3 separate regions of the Sus scrofa genome follow, and regions 2 and 3 are each linked to region 1. The links are chromatin contacts, called in public Hi-C and HiChIP or PLAC-seq maps. All regions are on one chromosome and are shown on one strand. The core of a region is the stretch at or near the end of the contact, and the rest is flanking DNA. Distances in the headings are between cores, read along the strand shown.

Region 1 (5,085 bases), core at 1,773-4,272:
TTGCCGTGCTTCAGATCGCTGCCGTGACATGGGTTCAATCCCTGGCCCAGGAACTTCCGCATGCCGCAGCCAAAAATACATAAATAAATAAGAGGTCGAATTTTGCTATGTTTAGAAAATAATCTTCTTACAGATCAGTGTTTCCCTTATTAATTTTTCTTGAGGAATCACCCTAAAAATAACTGTTGGCTTTATGTTGTTTTTTAATAAGTCAACGATAACTAAATATGTCTAATAGGAAAGAAACATGTTTATTGAGAACTAGTTTAATCTCAATCTCTAAAAGTTTATTTAATCATTTTTTAATTTTAATAGAAATTTGGGGGGTTTAATATCTGCTTTTAAGAACACGTTTCTGGAGTTTCTGTTGTGGTTCAGTGGGTTATGAACCCAACTAGTATCCATGAGGATACAAGTTCAGTCCCTGGCCTTGCTCAGTGGGGAAGCATCTGGTGTTGCCATAAGCTGTGGCCATGGTGTAGGCCAGCAGCTGCAGCTCTGATTTGACCCCTAGCCTGGGAACTTCCATATGCCATAGGGGTGGCGCTAAAAAAACAGGCAAAAAAAAAAAAAAAAAAAACTTTCCTGAAGCTCAACAGTTTCTTTGGTTTCATATCAGTTTTTTTTCCCCTCTGTTGAATATGATAAAAGTATTTTTGTTTGAAAAGTCTTTATGACACATGAGGTAAGATTAATAATATTCTTTTCCTTATATTCTTTTTTCCACAATTTTCAAACATGAAAATTTAACTCAATGATTTTTAAATATATTCTAAAGGAAACTCTAGAAATAATAACTTAATGTAAAATAATAAAATAGATAAAATAAATATTACATTAAAATATATACATATAAAGAAAATATAACTACAATAATAATAATAGGCAACACAGTACAATGTAAAACCTTGTAAACATAGTAAAACCTTTTTTTAAGTGGCTTTCATTAAACAAGTGAAGCTTTGATTGCACAAGAAAAGGGCTGAGATTAAGCTGTTTGTAAACTCTTGAAGAGAAAGATTTGGGGCTGTCAGCTGCTGTCACGGAGGAAATACTTTCACAACTGGGATTTACCCATCCCCTCCCTATTACCACATTCTTCCCGCGTTTGTTTTTTTCCTCAATCATAGAGCCTTTTCCCGGACTCAAACCCTTCCTTTCCCCAATTTGAGGTCCCTCTGAGGGTCACAGGAAAATCTTCCAGAACATGGTAACTTCCTCTTCTCTTCGTTTACTTAACTACGTCATGCACAGGCTGAAATACTGCATTTTTCCACTAGATGCCCCCAGTCAGCAAGATGTCACCGTCCCGAGAAGTGATCTACAAACCAGACTCGCAAACTCACATGCCAAGGGGGATGGGAGTTGGGGAGGGAGGGATTGGGAGTTTGGAGTCAGCAGGTGCAAGCTCTTATACACAGGATGGAGAAACAACACGGTCCTACCGCATAGCACGGGAACTATACTCAATATCCTGTGATAAACCTTAATGAAAAAGAATATGAAAAAGAATATATGTATGTGTATAAGTGAATCACTCCGCTGGAGAGCGGCAATTAATGTAACATTGTAAATCAACGAAACTGCAAGACAATAATTTTTTTAAAGATGTCACTGTCTAAAATTTACTCGACGAATTCCACAGAACTGAAATTCAATAAAGACATATTTAAGAAAAAAATACACTTGTAACTGCGTAGCTTCAGCCATACATACAGCCTGGAAACAGGGCTGTCAATTATTTCCCTCGTGCAAACCACGACTGTTAGCTAAGAAAGTGAAATACTCTTTTGTATAGAAACGTTAAAACCCAGTAGCCCCATACATAACCCCCTGACGCAAAGCACAAAAAAGTCTCCGCATTACTGGTTTTGTCACCTGCGCTCTTTGTCAAAAATACTCCCTATTATATTTTCAGCAAATTGCAAATCATAGCAATTCGACGCGAGCCTGTCTCAGTTGCCCAGGCAACCGATGTTCCCCACGTGAATTCCACCCCCTGAGTCAAAGCACAAACACGTGAAGCGCTTCTACGAACCGAGGGGCATCTCCGTACCGAGACACGCCTCGCGGCCACCCTTCCCCGCGGCCAGCTTCTCAAAGCAGGGCCCCTGGGCACCTACCCTTTTTCAGCGCCTCCTGGTACTTCTCCTCCACGACGTTCAGGTTGTTCACGTAGGCCGCGTGGTGCTTGCTGTGGTGCAGTTGCATGATCTGGGCGTTGATGTGCGGCTCCAGGGCGCCATAGTCGTACGGCAGGTCGGGGAGGGTGTGCTTCTGCCGGGAACCCAGGACCCCCAAAGCCGGCACCAGATTCCTGCTCGAGCTGGAAAGAAAGCAAACAGCCGGATCTGCTCGAGCGGGCAGCTCCCTTTCAGCCGCGTGCCCGTCTCCGCAGACCCGGCTGGAAGGACCCGCGCACCCTGGCCTTCCTATCGTTGGCCCGCTAGCCGTCCAGTCTTGGAAGCATTAAATTAACGCTGAGGTCCAGCGCTTCGGCGGCACCTGGACGTGCTCAGCGGACACCTGCCCTGAGGCCCGGCCGCCCGCAGCGTCTCCGTAACGCCTGGGCCCCCAAAGTGCTCTGGACGCCGCGGGGCCGGCGCGAGCGGGGAGGCAGAAGCGCGGGCGGGCGGCTCGGCGGGCCTTGTCCCGGCTGCTCCCGCTGCCCGGCGCTCACCTGCACGCCGCCCTGCACAACATGGTGATCGCCGCCCGCTGGACCCTCAGAATTCCAGCCGCCGGGCTGCTCGGACCGACCGGCTGAACTCGTGTCCCGAGACGCGCTACAAGGACATAGCCGCCGCCGTGGCTCCGCCCCCTACGCCCGCCTCGGCCCCGCCCCCTGTTTCCGCCGTTTCCAATCCGGGGGCGGGGGGGGGGGAAGCCCCGGGCTCTGCCCGACCGCGCCGCACCCGCGTTCTGGGCTCAGGGGACGCAAGAACTGGGGCACCTGCACTTTTTCCAGCTGCCGCGCGAACGTGGTGCCCCTTCTTGCCGGGCTTCCGAGCGTGTTGCCAAATGGAAGGTCGCAGTCCCCCCCTCATATGAGATGGTATGGCCCTAAGCCTCCCCCTCCTCCGCACGAAGGCGCGGCCCTGCAGGGCCTGCAGGTGGGGGACTCTGCCCGCGGACAAGCAAGGGCGTTGTGCTCCTGCACTAGCGTCCCGGTTTCTTCCCTGTCACCGCGGTGGGGGGGAAGCCTCTGGGTCACGCGACCTGCTCCAGAGGGCAAGGTCCCCCTGGAAGGCCGGCCCTGGCGCTGCTAAGATGTAGGGCCAGTGCCCCTCCAACCACTGCCCAGAGTGACCTTGCTTTCCGAGTAAACTGACCTTGGGACCTCCGCCAGGCCTGATAATAGTATTACTGAGCACCCAGGATGTGGCAGGGACTGAGCTGCATGGTTTACAATTATATTTATTTCACCCTTAGGGTAGGTATCATTGATTCCAGGCAACTGTTAATAAACTCTATGAAGTTAGGCAAGTTGTCCTGGTCACACCGTTAGTAAGTGAAAGAGTCTGGATTAGAATCCAGAATTCATACTGTCTTGATTATTAAGCCTTAGCAGCGAGGTCTTGAGCGTCTTTGGGAGAATATAAAAGTACAACGGAGGAGTCTTTCCTGCGAGGTGTCATATATCTAATGAGCTCCAAGTATTAAGTGCTTTGTCAACAATTAAAAAAACAATCCTGCATTGTGTAAATCCTCCCTGTATAGAAGCTAGGAATAGAAGTTAGGAAGGCTTTACACTGGCCTGAGTTGGGTCTTCGCTGAACAGAATAATATAAAAGGAAACAGATTAAAAAGTGCTGAATAGGATGTCAGTTACTTTCTTCCACCCTCACCCCACCCATGACCCAAGGATGACTAGGCTTTGGCATGACTAGGGGACAGCAAAGGGGAACCACTGAGCAAGGCTTCACAGCAAGAAGGTGGGGTTGGCTGATAGTCAGGTGAAGGTAAGGGTATGTGATCGGAGGAATGAGGCATTTCAGGTTGGGACCAGGTGACAGATGTCCTTAAAACTCGAACATAGGGAGTTCCCATTGTGGCTCAGTGGGTTAAGAACCCAGCATAGTGTCCACGAAGAGGCAGGTTCAATCACTAGCTTCACTCAATGGCTTAAGGATCTGGGGTTGTCATGAGCCATGGCATAGGTTACAGACGCAGCTTGGATCCAATGTTGCTATGGCTGTGGTGTAGGCCGGCAGCTGCAGCTCCCATTCGACCCCTAGCCTGGGAACCTCCGTATACCTCAGGTGCGGCCATAATAAATAAATCTCAAACATGTGCTTAGTAATGGGAAACTGAGGAGCATTTTAGCTGAAATGAGGCACACTGAAAATAGTTTTTCAGGCAAGGGAGTCTGCACCTTAATTAGAGGCACAGGCTAGTTAGAAAGCTGTTGCAAGAATCCTAGCATGAGATACTCAGAGCCGATTTTAGGGTACTAGCTGTAGGAACCAGAAAAACGGGCCACTTAGCAGGATGAAACAATAGAATTCAGTGACAGATCAGTCACTAATAAAAGGGCTAGTTCTAGTAAGAACAAAATATCACTCTAAGGAGACTGAGCCCCATCAGGCTGAATCGATGTTCTTTGAACAAATGATGACACTTTGAGATTGAAATTAACACACACCCCCAGGACATGCCCTTTTGAGCAAGCAGTAAAGATTGGGGTGTCGAAAAGTGACATTTGCAGTCAAGTAAAAGTGACTCTAACATCATATCTGCCTCAGCTACATCCTTCCAGAAGACTACTCCAACTCTGAGAGCAACTGGGATTGAGACCAAGGGTTCGGGGGTGGGGGGAGGGTACAGCAGGTACTGAGAAATTTCTTACACTCCATAAACAGGCCTCTTTTTCTTTTGTAGTTGACCACTGTAAGAAGTACTCCTTCAGTTGGCCCAAGGAGATGGATTATAGTTGACCAGGGTCTGTCCCAGATGCCTCCAGCCAGCTCAGGAGGTCACCTGCCACATCAGGGCACCACTATGAGGAATTTCCCTTCCATAAACTTCCCAAGACTACTTCACAGCCATCTGCAGACCCGCCACAGTCTAGACCAACATATTGGC
Region 2 (5,085 bases), core at 1,276-3,775, 89 kb after region 1:
GTCATTTAAAAAACTATATTACTATGAACAGTTACTAGCAAAAACCATTTCCATTATTTCAGAAGAGCTAGATTCCATTCTTTCATAGCTTAAAGTTTAATCCAGAAAGAGATGCCCCCCCCCCACTACTGCTTGCTTCTGTAGAGCAAATTATTTGTTCATTACTACATAACAGCGTCTCTATAACACATCACAGTGTTGGTCCATCTTCAGGTTTATGTCATATTACTGATCACATATTTACCAGATTTCTTGAACTTGTGAGACTGCCTGTCAGCATTTAAAATATAAAAACATCTTGTCTTTAAACACCTGGGAAGGTTTTAGAAATTTCTAAGCCTCAGACTGTAAAAAGAGAAATAAATAACATTTTTCTTCTTCAAAAGAAACCATTCAACAGATGCGTGATGCTTTAATATAAGCACAGCCCAAGGGGAAAAAATGCATAAAAGTTGTAGAAAATTTAAAACAAGAACTATGCTTTTCCCCCCCTACTTGAGTTGTACAAATTAGCCCTAACCATGAGTTTTCAAATTTTCTGAATCACTACCCCTAAAACAACTTAAATTTTCTCCATCTCAAGTATGTAAATTACTTCTGACTCAGAAGCAGAGGAGTTTCTTAGGAGGGTTATGCCTTTACTCTGAAAGTTTAAGGACAAAAACTAGTCCTCGGCCACTAGTCTTTACCTACCACAGAGGTGGTTCCATCCCCCACTTCTTTGTCTTGCAGATCAGCTAGCTCACAGAGAACTTTGGCTGCAGGATGTTCTACCTCCAGTAACTTCAAGATGGTTGCACCATCGTTAGTTATGGTTACATCCTAAGAAATTTCCAGGGAGGGAAAAAATGACACAATCACCTATAGAAACAGAATACCCTCTAAGTTAGCACAGTCCCATTACGATACATTCACCTTTACTAGACTTCCCAAAACCATTCTAATAAAAACAAGTAACTTACACAGCAAAGTATTTACAAATGCTCTTTTTTTCCCTTTAAAGTGACTAACACAACATTTAGACGTACTTACACCAATATCATCCACTAACATTTTATCCAGGCCGACTGGACCAAGAGAACTTTTCACAATATTAGCAATCGAAGCCGCAGCCATGACTGTAGAAATGAAAAAAGAAATTAGAAAAACCCGGGATTCCAAGAGACAAGCATTTCAGCTCCCCAAAACATAAAGGATATCCAACAGCCTCTGAATTTCTCAAATCTGCAAATCTGTCCAAATTTGGAAATTAGCTAAAGTCTCTGATGGGGAGGGAGAGTAACCAGTAAAGTTCAGTTTGAATTCAACTGCAAAACAGGTGCCAAGTGAATATCCACTTAATTGCTGCATACAATTAAAAAAATATATCTACTAGTCATTTCAGGTTCTGTCACATCACACAAAACAGAAAAAGATAAATATATATTTAAGCCTTTTCCTGCACGTTCTGGCAACTCTTTTAAAGAAAAAAAGGTCTATTGAGATTAATAATCCTTTATCTGTGACTCAAAAAAGCAGAAATCCAGAGGTTATGACTATACTACAAACTCCACCACTACAAAAATCACGTAGGAATCTATCAAAATAACCCTAAGATCGACTAGAGACCGGCTGGAACCTGGCATGCAGGGCTTCAAAGTGTAAACAGTCTCAAGAGAGGCTCAACCACAAATGCTTTAACGGGCTGAAGTTCAGTAGATAAACTCATTTTAATCTTACCCTAACATTCAACAAATTTCATTAGCCAACTATTACCAAATGTGACCAACGACAGGTGGGGACACCGCATCTAACTCCAGATGACAACCGGTGGTGTGCAACGGGCTTGTCTTCTGAACTGTGGGGCCATTCGCTCACCAATAAGAGCAGCAATTAAGGCTGTCTTTTCTGATCAGCAACGCTAAAATGAGACCCAGAAGTTGGGATGGACGCCCCAAACGCGCGGGGCACCGGCCCCAAGAACTCAAGGCGTGGCCGCACGTGTCAGTGCGCGGAACCCTCGCCAGGCCGGGGAGTGCTTCTCAGGCCCAGGGCCGGGCCTCCCCGGCCGACCGCAGCATCCGAGCGGTTCCCGTTAAAAACGTGCCGGCTCTTGGGAACTCCTTCCCTCCGGGAAGAGGGCGCCGCCACCCCGAAGCGGAGAGGCCGGCCGGGGCTGCGATCCCGCGCTGGCGCCTCCCGGGGGCCCCTTTTCGGAGAGAAAAGGCAAAAGGACGACGGCCGAGGGGAATCCGGCGCACCGCTGCGGGCCCCAGACAGGCCTCGCCCGCCCTTACCGTTCTGGGAGCGGATCGCCTCCCCAGTGCTGCGGTCCCCGAACACGGACAAAGGCCCCTCCATCCTCGCGGCAGGGTACACGTCGAGTTTCGGGCACACCGAGGGCAACCTGCGGCGCGGTGCTCCGGCCGGGCGGCAACGGCGTGGAACGGTCCTCAGCGGCGCCGCGGAGGATGCTGGGAACGCCGCTCCTCGCTCACCAGCACCGCCCCACGCCCCGGCCAGGCCGCGGGGCAGGACGGGAAAGAAAGGTGGGGGCGGAGGGTTCGAGAAGCTTGAACGCGCAGGAAGTAAGGAGCCGGAAGGAGGGCGGGTCCAGCCGTTCGCCCAATTAGAAAGCGAATGAGAACGGCGCGAAGGTAGGAGGTCGGAAGTCAGGAACTTGGACCGCTGGCGGAAGATGGTGCTACGCTCAAGCGTTCCTCTGAAACAGGTTGCGCACGCGCGTTTGCACTTTCTAGTGCCTTCTAGAAAAGGTAAGGCGGGGCTTGGAGAGTGACGGGGGACGGGGTGGGCGGGGCCGTTTGAGGTAGACCTGGGGTTCCGAGTCTTTGTTTATAGTTTGTTTTCCTTTAAATGGAGCTCGCACGAAGAGCACGCAGCGAGTCTCTTTTTGTTTCCGGACTCATAAGTAAAAGCTCGAATCTGGATGGGACGGGGCAAGGTTTTCCATGGGCCCTACGGGAAAACGACAGCCACCCTTTTTAAAGAGAAGGGCGTGCGTCCTGCGTTGCCCCTTCTCCCCCACGTGTGTGGAGAGGGGTGCCTGACAATGGTCAATCCACGCCTTCCAACCCGAGGGCCCAAAGAGAGAACACATGCTGCCTTGCGTGCCCGAGACGCCGGACGCCGACAACAAGCGTCCTCTACTTAACGGCTCGCGCCCTCCCCGGAAGTTTGTTGCTGCTAAGTGTTTGGTTGGTTCCGACGCCTGCGTGCGCCCCCAGCGTAAGCGCTGATTGGAGGAACGGAGATGACAGATTGCACTCTCTACCACTCAGCGGCGGGGGGCTTGTTGGTTCCTGTCGAGGCGTCGATGACCTTACGTGAGCCTTAGGCTTTTCCCTAAGTAAACATGGCTGCGCCCAGCGAACCTCTGGGACCCCAGTGAGGAAAGAGGCCTGGTCTGCCCGAGGCTTTGTTTGCGATTCCCTCAACGATGGCGCTTCGGTCGCGATTCTGGGCGTTGTTGTCGATTTGCAGGAACCCGGGTAATTCATCTTACCACTTCTCTTAGATTTCTCCCCAGGTTCGCACAACCAGTGTGCACATGCAAGTCGTATTTCGTAGTCGACATTCCCCATCGAAAAGTAAACCAGTTAATTGTGATGGCTCTAGTAGAAAGTTGCAGACCAATGGCTGTGATGACCACACCCCGTGTCCACACAGCTTTTTGTCCCCTTTCTTGCGCTCAAAGACTGAGGAGAGAGGATGGGGACAGGTTAGATCATATCCCTGTGTTGTCGAATTCATCATTTTGTGAGATCATCGTGGTTGATTCCATTCTTAGGGTGTCGGGCGGCAGCGCTCTCAACCAGTTGTAAGCCAGCGACGAACCCTGAAACGGACCCTGTGGAAAATGAAGCTGTTGCCCCAGAGTTCACCAACCGGAACCCCCGGAATTTGGAGCTCTTAGCAGTAGCCAGAAAAGAGCGGGGTTGGGGGACAGTGTGGCCGTCCCGTGAGTTCTGGCACAGGTAATTAAGTCTGCTAGTTATTGACCACAGAGCGGTGCAAGGTGCCCTACAAATTGCTTTCACCCGTTCTTTTAAGGACTGTGACAGGTATGGCTGGCGACTCTTCCCTCAGAAAGCCAACTTGTAGTGGATCTGGGGTGAGGGGCAAACAAACAATGAATAGGTGTCATGGAGAAAATTTAAAGAGGATGATGTTAGAGTGGGGGACTGCTCGCGTTCTCGCACCCCTCTGAAAATTGGGAGAGGTCAAACTGCCAAGAACACTCCCAGCAGAGGAGACACCTAGAGTGGTCATGAGCTTGGTGTGTTTGAGGAACTGAAAGTCATGTGTACTTGGAGCTCAGAAGGCCAAGGAGTGGATAGAGTAAGGTGGAATAGAGAGGTAGGTAGAAGACAAATTGTTATCTTTGCAAGTCAAGTACGCACTTTAGGCGTATTTTTACTGCAGTGGAGACTATTTAGAGGATTGAAAATTTGAGTCTGAATGGAAGATCATTCTGGTTCTTTTAAGGGGAATGGAATTAAAGGGGCAGTGGTAGAAGCAGGAAGAGCAGTGAGAAGTCTGTCTATTCTTTGTTATAAAGATGGCTAATTATTGAATACCTTGTATTTGCAAGGAACTATGGTAGGTATTTTATATGTATTTTCTCATTTTTGAAGCAGATGCAATAATTTTTCCTATTCTATAGGAGCAGGGGAGTTGAGGCTTAAGGAGACAGGGTAAGTGCCAGAGCCAAAAGTCAATCAGCTTTATCTGATCTCAGAGGTAGAATACTAAATTATTACCACTATGCTGCAGCATGTTGGTGTTTATCTGCTGCTTCTCTATTTGGTAAGGATTCATTAAAAGTAGAATGTTGCTTAAAAAAACAAACAGACAAACATAAAAGGGTAAAACCCAGGAGTCCTGGGGAAAAAAAAAAAAGAATTTTTTTCTTTTTTTTTTAGGGCCCCACCTGCGGCATATAGAAGTTCCCAGGCTGGGGGTTTAGTCTGAGCTGCAGCTGCTGGCCTATCCTCAGCTCACTGCAACACTGGATTTTTAACCCACTGAGCAAGGCCAGGGATTGAACCTGCATCCTCATGGATACTAGTTGGGTTCTTAACCCGA
Region 3 (5,085 bases), core at 1,487-3,986, 66 kb after region 1:
CTGCGCCACGACGGGAACTCCGCCTTTTTTTCTGACTGCACCCTCAGCATGTGGAAGTTCCCTGGCCAGGTATTGAATCCAAGCCATAGCAACTAACCGAGCTGCTGCAGTGACCGTGCTGGATCCTTAACCTGTTGTGCCACAAGGGAACTCCCTCCAAAGTCTTAATATAAGTTCCCACAACCTAATGAGTTTTCAATCCACTTGAAAACTCTCCAAGGGAATTCCCGTTTACAGCTTTCCCTCCACAACCTTGTAATACAGTTCCCTTGTCCTCAAGGAGCTATGCTGCCTGCCTAGAAACTCTTTCCTTCCTTGCTTATTAGGCTATTTCTCTTTGATTAATCAAACATCTAAAACTCCTAACTTGCTACCAGGAAGTCAACCTGGATGAATCGGGATGCTTCCGGTTGCATGTAACACAATAGCTTACCTGAGACTGGCCTAGAAAATAAGGAAAATTGGAGTCGGAAGATCAGAAGTTGAGTGGATTCTGGAGTCGGTCTCAAAAGACGTCCTCAAAAGGCCACAGTTCTCTCCATCTCTGCTCTGCTGTCCTTGGTGTTAGCCCTGCAGTCCTGCTGACTCCCCTGATGCTCAAAAGGGGGGTGCAGCAGTTCCAGGCATCACATCCAGACACCACAACGTCCAGAGGGAAAAAGGATCCATCTTTGTAACTCATGGAAGTGAGAGGACCTTTCCCGGAGCCGCCCAGCAAGCTTCCCTTCACATTTTTTGTGGCCAAGATTAAGTCACATGTCCATTCTGGAATCACTGTCCAGGGCTCAGATTAATTATTTGGAGTAAAATGGATGCTGGGAATCAAACATTATATCTGGGTTCATGGAGAGCCGTGCAAAATATCATCTATTCTTTTTTTTTTTTTTTTTTTGTCTTTTTGCCTTTTCTAGGGCCGTTCCCGAGGCATATGGTGATTCCCAGAGTAGGGGTCTAATTGGAGCTATAGCCACCGGCCTACGCCAGAGCCACAGCAACACAGGATCCAAGCCATGTCTGCAACCTACACCACAGCTCACGGCAACGCCGGATCCTTCCTTAACTCACTGAGCAAGGCCGGGGATCCAATCCACAACCTCATGGTTCCTCATCGGATTCGTTAACCACTGCGCCACAATGGGAACTCCAATTCTTTTTTTTTTATTATTATTATTACAATGGTTTAATCAGGATAAGTGTACTCCAAATAGCTTTGAAATTCCAGCCATCACTGATCAACCCACCCAAGGACTTAACCTTAACTCAAACACACTTTGTCAGGATTAATAATTAATAATGGTAAATGTTAATTACCCAAATGCTTGGAAATCTCCACATCTGTGGCAGACCGTAATCTCTCTACATGCAGCCCCTGGGGATGCTTAAAGCTTTTGAATAATATCATGAAAATGCATTAACATCTGTTTGATAAGCATTAAGCAAGTCCCTACTGTGTGTCCAACACTGTCCCAGGTGCTAGAGAGAATAAGACTGGAGTTCCCGGAGTTCCCGTCGTGGCGCAGTGGTTAACGAATCCGACTAGGAACCATGAGGTTGCGGGTTCGGTCCCTGCCCTTGCTCAGTGGGTTAACGATCCGGCGTTGCCGTGAGCTGTGGTGTAGGTTGCAGACGCGGCTCGGATCCCGCGTTGCTGTGGCCCTGGCATAGGCCGGTGGCTACAGCTCCGATTCGACCCTTAGCCTGGGAACCTCCATATGCCGCGAGATCGGCCCAAGAAATAGCAACAATAACAACAACAACAACAACAACAAAAGACTGGAGTTCCCCTTGCGGCTGAGCAGGTTAAGAACCCGATTAGTATCCATGAGGACTCAGGTTCAATCCCTGGCCTAGCTCAGTGGGTCAAGGATCCAGCATTGCCTTGGGAGCTGTGATGTAGGTCGCAGATGTGGCTCAGATCTGGCGAGGCTATGGCTGTGGCCTAGGCTAGCAGCTGTAGATCCAATTTGACTGCTAGCCTGGGAACTTCCATATGACACAGGTTCTGCGATAAAAAACAAAAGTACAAAAAAAAAAGAGCGGAAGAAAAAGACAAAACAAGACCTCTCCCTGGGAGCTCTGGGAGATTAGACTACATTGAGGATTGCGTCCACGGGAAATAGCCAGAGCTGAGACTGGAAAGTGACTGGGGCCAGGCATTGAGGTTCCCAAGGAAACTGACAGATTTTGAACCTTGCCCAGTAGGGGATAGGAGATTGGAAAAGGTTTTAAACAGAAGAGTGATCCAACCTGTTATTAACGCTCCTCTCCTTCCAGACTGTCCCTCTTGTCAACCAGAGGACCCCTTTATCTGGGGGACACTGAGTCACTGCGACTTCCTCACACACCGCTACAGCTCATCTTCCAGGCTAAGAAGGCCAACCCCACAGAAGGGCGCGGAGTCCAGAGAACCAAGTCAACCCCTAAGTGAATTAACACAAAAGAACTTTGGAAGCCACGAGAGCGAGCAAAAAGCACATGAGAACCGCCCGCAGGCCTGCAGGTGGCAGGACTCCACCTAAGCTCAAAATAGACAACCTTATCCCCCCAAATAAAAACGTCAAGACAGGAACGACAACGCCGGGCTGCTCAGATTAAACTCCACACTGGCGGTGGGCTTAGGCCTGTGTCCGAGGTCCACCAGCGCGTCCTGGGACCGCGGCCCCCTCAGCCCCGCCCGACTCCGCCCTCGCGCCTGCGCATTGGCGCCCGCGGAGGAGGGGGCGGAGAGCTGTCTGAGGCCCCGCCCCCCGGGTTGCCTTCTCAGCCGCAGGGCGGGGCTTTGCTCACTCGCTCGCGGCGTGGAGTCCACACCAGCTCGGGAGGAGCTCGATTGTGCAGAAGGATGAGTGCAGGCTCGGACCCCGTGGTCATCGTCTCGGCGGCGCGGACCGTCATAGGTGAGCGATCGGCAAGCCTGGCGGGGGTCTGAGCTGAGAGCTCGGCCGGGCCGGATCTCAGGGACCCCACCCTTCCCCGCCCCCCGGACTTCCCCCCTCGCCCTCCGGGACCCTCGGAACCCGCCGTCTCGCGCCTTCCTCGGCCGGTCGGGTTTCCCCGCCCCCCTCCTCGCCTGGTGAGGGCCTGTCTATTCCGAGTGCTTTGATTGGCTTCCTGGGTGGGACCACTGCGCCCTCCGCCTGTCCCGTTGCGAGGCGAAGAGAGTCGCTCTCTCGCGACGCTCCTCATTGGCCAGCTCCTGGAAGCGCCACCTCGGCCCTGTGGCCACAGGCGCATGGAGACGGTGGACCCAGCCGGGTCGCTGGGCAGGAGTCGCGTTAGGTAAAGGAGGATTAGTGAGAATTGCCCAGTGTCGGTGTAGATTTCAAGAGTCCCGGATGCGCTAGAGTGTCAACCTTTTTGTTAGGGAGGCGTGGGCTGCGCCCATCCTCTCAGACTTCGGGAATGGATGGGCAGGTTTTCTGCAGGTCCGCAGCCTCCCGGCGCGCCCTGGGGGGCACCTGCCCGGGGTGCGTCTGCTGCGAGTCACACACGCCCCTCTCTGTGCCCGGACGAGCTGCGGTGGGCGCCTGTGCAGGGGGAAAGCGCCGGTCCGCCAGCTCCCGCTGCCCTGGGCGCCCTCCCCATTGCCCTCGCCTTCCCTTCTGTTCTAGGCTCCTTCAATGGTGCTTTGTCCACCGTTCCTGTCCATGACCTGGGCTCGACTGTCATCAGAGAGGTCCTGAAGAGGGCCAATGTGGATCCCAAGGAGGTATCAGAGGTCATATTTGGACACGTTTTGACAGCAGGTAACTCCACAGTGACCCAGGCAGAAGTCAGGTTTATTAGAAACAGCCCATTAACCCTCCCCTCCAAACACACAGAAACTTAAGTTCTTGTCTGTGCACGTTTGCTGACGGCGTTCTCTCTGTTAGAATACTCCGTGGTGTCCCTGTGCCAAGCCCCATCAATAGCTTCTCTCAGCAGAACACTAAGCGTCTTTAATATACTTTTCCTTAGGGGTTCCGGTCGTGGCTCAGTGGAAGTGAATCTGACTAGCATCCATGAGGACGCAGGTTCAGTCCCTGGCCTCGCTCAGGGTTAAGGATCCAGCGTTGCTGTGAGCTGTGGTGGACCGCAGACATGGTACAGATCTAGCGTGGCTGTGGCTGCGGCAGTGGCAAAGGCCAGTGGCTACAGCTCCTACTGGACCCCTAGCCTGGGAACTCTATATGCCATGGGTGTGGCCCTAAAAAGAAAAAAATAGAGCGATCCTGGATCACCATCTTTTCCTGCTTTTTCAGTTTTTAGAAGCAGGATCAGCCTGAAGCATGAGAGAATGTATATGCAGGGCCTTTCATAGTTCCCTAAAGTGGGACACATTCAATAAAAATGTATTGAAATTCTTTGAGGAGTTCCCTGGTGGCTCAGTGAGTCAAGAATTCTGCTTTGTCACCGCTGCGACTTGGTTTTGGCCTGGGAACCTGTGCATGCCATGGGTGCGGCCAGAATCCAACCCAACACAAATCTCTTGAGTTCCAAGCAAAAGCTGTGCAAGGTGGTGGGAATAGGGCTTCCCCAGAACAGGTCAGGGCGGTTCCCCGCCCACACACGGCTCGCTTCTGAGCTGGCAAGGTGGGTTCTCCCAGGGAAGGGCGAGTCACCACCCCTGGATGGGCGGGCACCGGTGAACCACCTGGAATGCTTCAGCTTACTTCTGATTCCCGCTGGGCTTATACACCTACGGCCACTGATAGTTCCTAGCTATTCCTAACTAGTTTCTCGTACACTCGGTTGCATAAATTCTAATTATTCATAGGGATAATGGTTCATGCTTACAGCCAACCTTGGTCCTGACCTGATCTGAGACCTGGCCCATTTTTCGGTGCATCTCCTTCGTAGTTTTGTAGTTCCTCTTCCTCATTCTCCTTCACTTGGCCTGTGGACAAATCAGGCACGCCACTTGCTCCAAGGCATTAAATAGATGGGTAGCACCCCGCTGGCTGCTCTTAGGCCACTTCCGCCTTTCTTCTTCCCAGACCCTCAGCTCAGCCTCGTCAGTGGCATAGCGGCCTCCACCCCTGGTTTCTCTGTTACCTCTTTCACATCTCACCTCTGTGGTATCTTCACATAATTCTTGTTTTTTTT

The links. Hi-C and Micro-C count contacts between places; a contact is called where the count stands out from the background. HiChIP or PLAC-seq counts read pairs in DNA pulled down with a chosen protein or histone mark.
Region 2: a Hi-C map of epiblast stem cells shows a contact between it and region 1, with 3 times the contacts expected there. The contact joins the promoter of TCP1 here to the promoter of SOD2 in region 1. A contact is called at or near these places in 6 of 47 Hi-C or Micro-C datasets (alveolar macrophages, blood, embryonic fibroblasts and 3 more) and 1 of 2 datasets of contacts at active chromatin or transcription factors (alveolar macrophages).
Region 3: an H3K27ac HiChIP or PLAC-seq map of alveolar macrophages shows a contact between it and region 1. The contact joins the promoter of ACAT2 here to the promoter of SOD2 in region 1. A contact is called at or near these places in 1 of 5 promoter capture datasets (liver), 3 of 47 Hi-C or Micro-C datasets (embryonic fibroblasts and heart right ventricle) and 2 of 2 datasets of contacts at active chromatin or transcription factors (alveolar macrophages and skeletal muscle).

What each region holds. Positions count from the first base shown.
Region 1 is chr1:7,677,289-7,682,373 of Sscrofa11.1, reverse strand. It overlaps SOD2 (superoxide dismutase 2), which reads right to left and starts at 3,022. Exons shown (of 5, transcript NM_214127.2): 1 at 2,681-3,022; 2 at 2,124-2,326. The coding sequence starts at 2,703.
Region 2 is chr1:7,587,580-7,592,664 of Sscrofa11.1, reverse strand. It overlaps TCP1 (t-complex 1), which reads right to left and starts at 2,525. Exons shown (of 12, transcript NM_001243427.1): 1 at 2,277-2,525; 2 at 1,033-1,118; 3 at 694-822. The coding sequence starts at 2,340. MRPL18 (39S ribosomal protein L18, mitochondrial) reads left to right here and starts at 2,628. Exons shown (of 4, transcript XM_003121109.4): 1 at 2,628-2,753; 2 at 3,788-3,974. The coding sequence starts at 2,678.
Region 3 is chr1:7,610,512-7,615,596 of Sscrofa11.1, reverse strand. It overlaps ACAT2 (acetyl-CoA acetyltransferase, cytosolic), which reads left to right and starts at 2,736. Exons shown (of 9, transcript XM_001928345.4): 1 at 2,736-2,897; 2 at 3,612-3,746. The coding sequence starts at 2,843.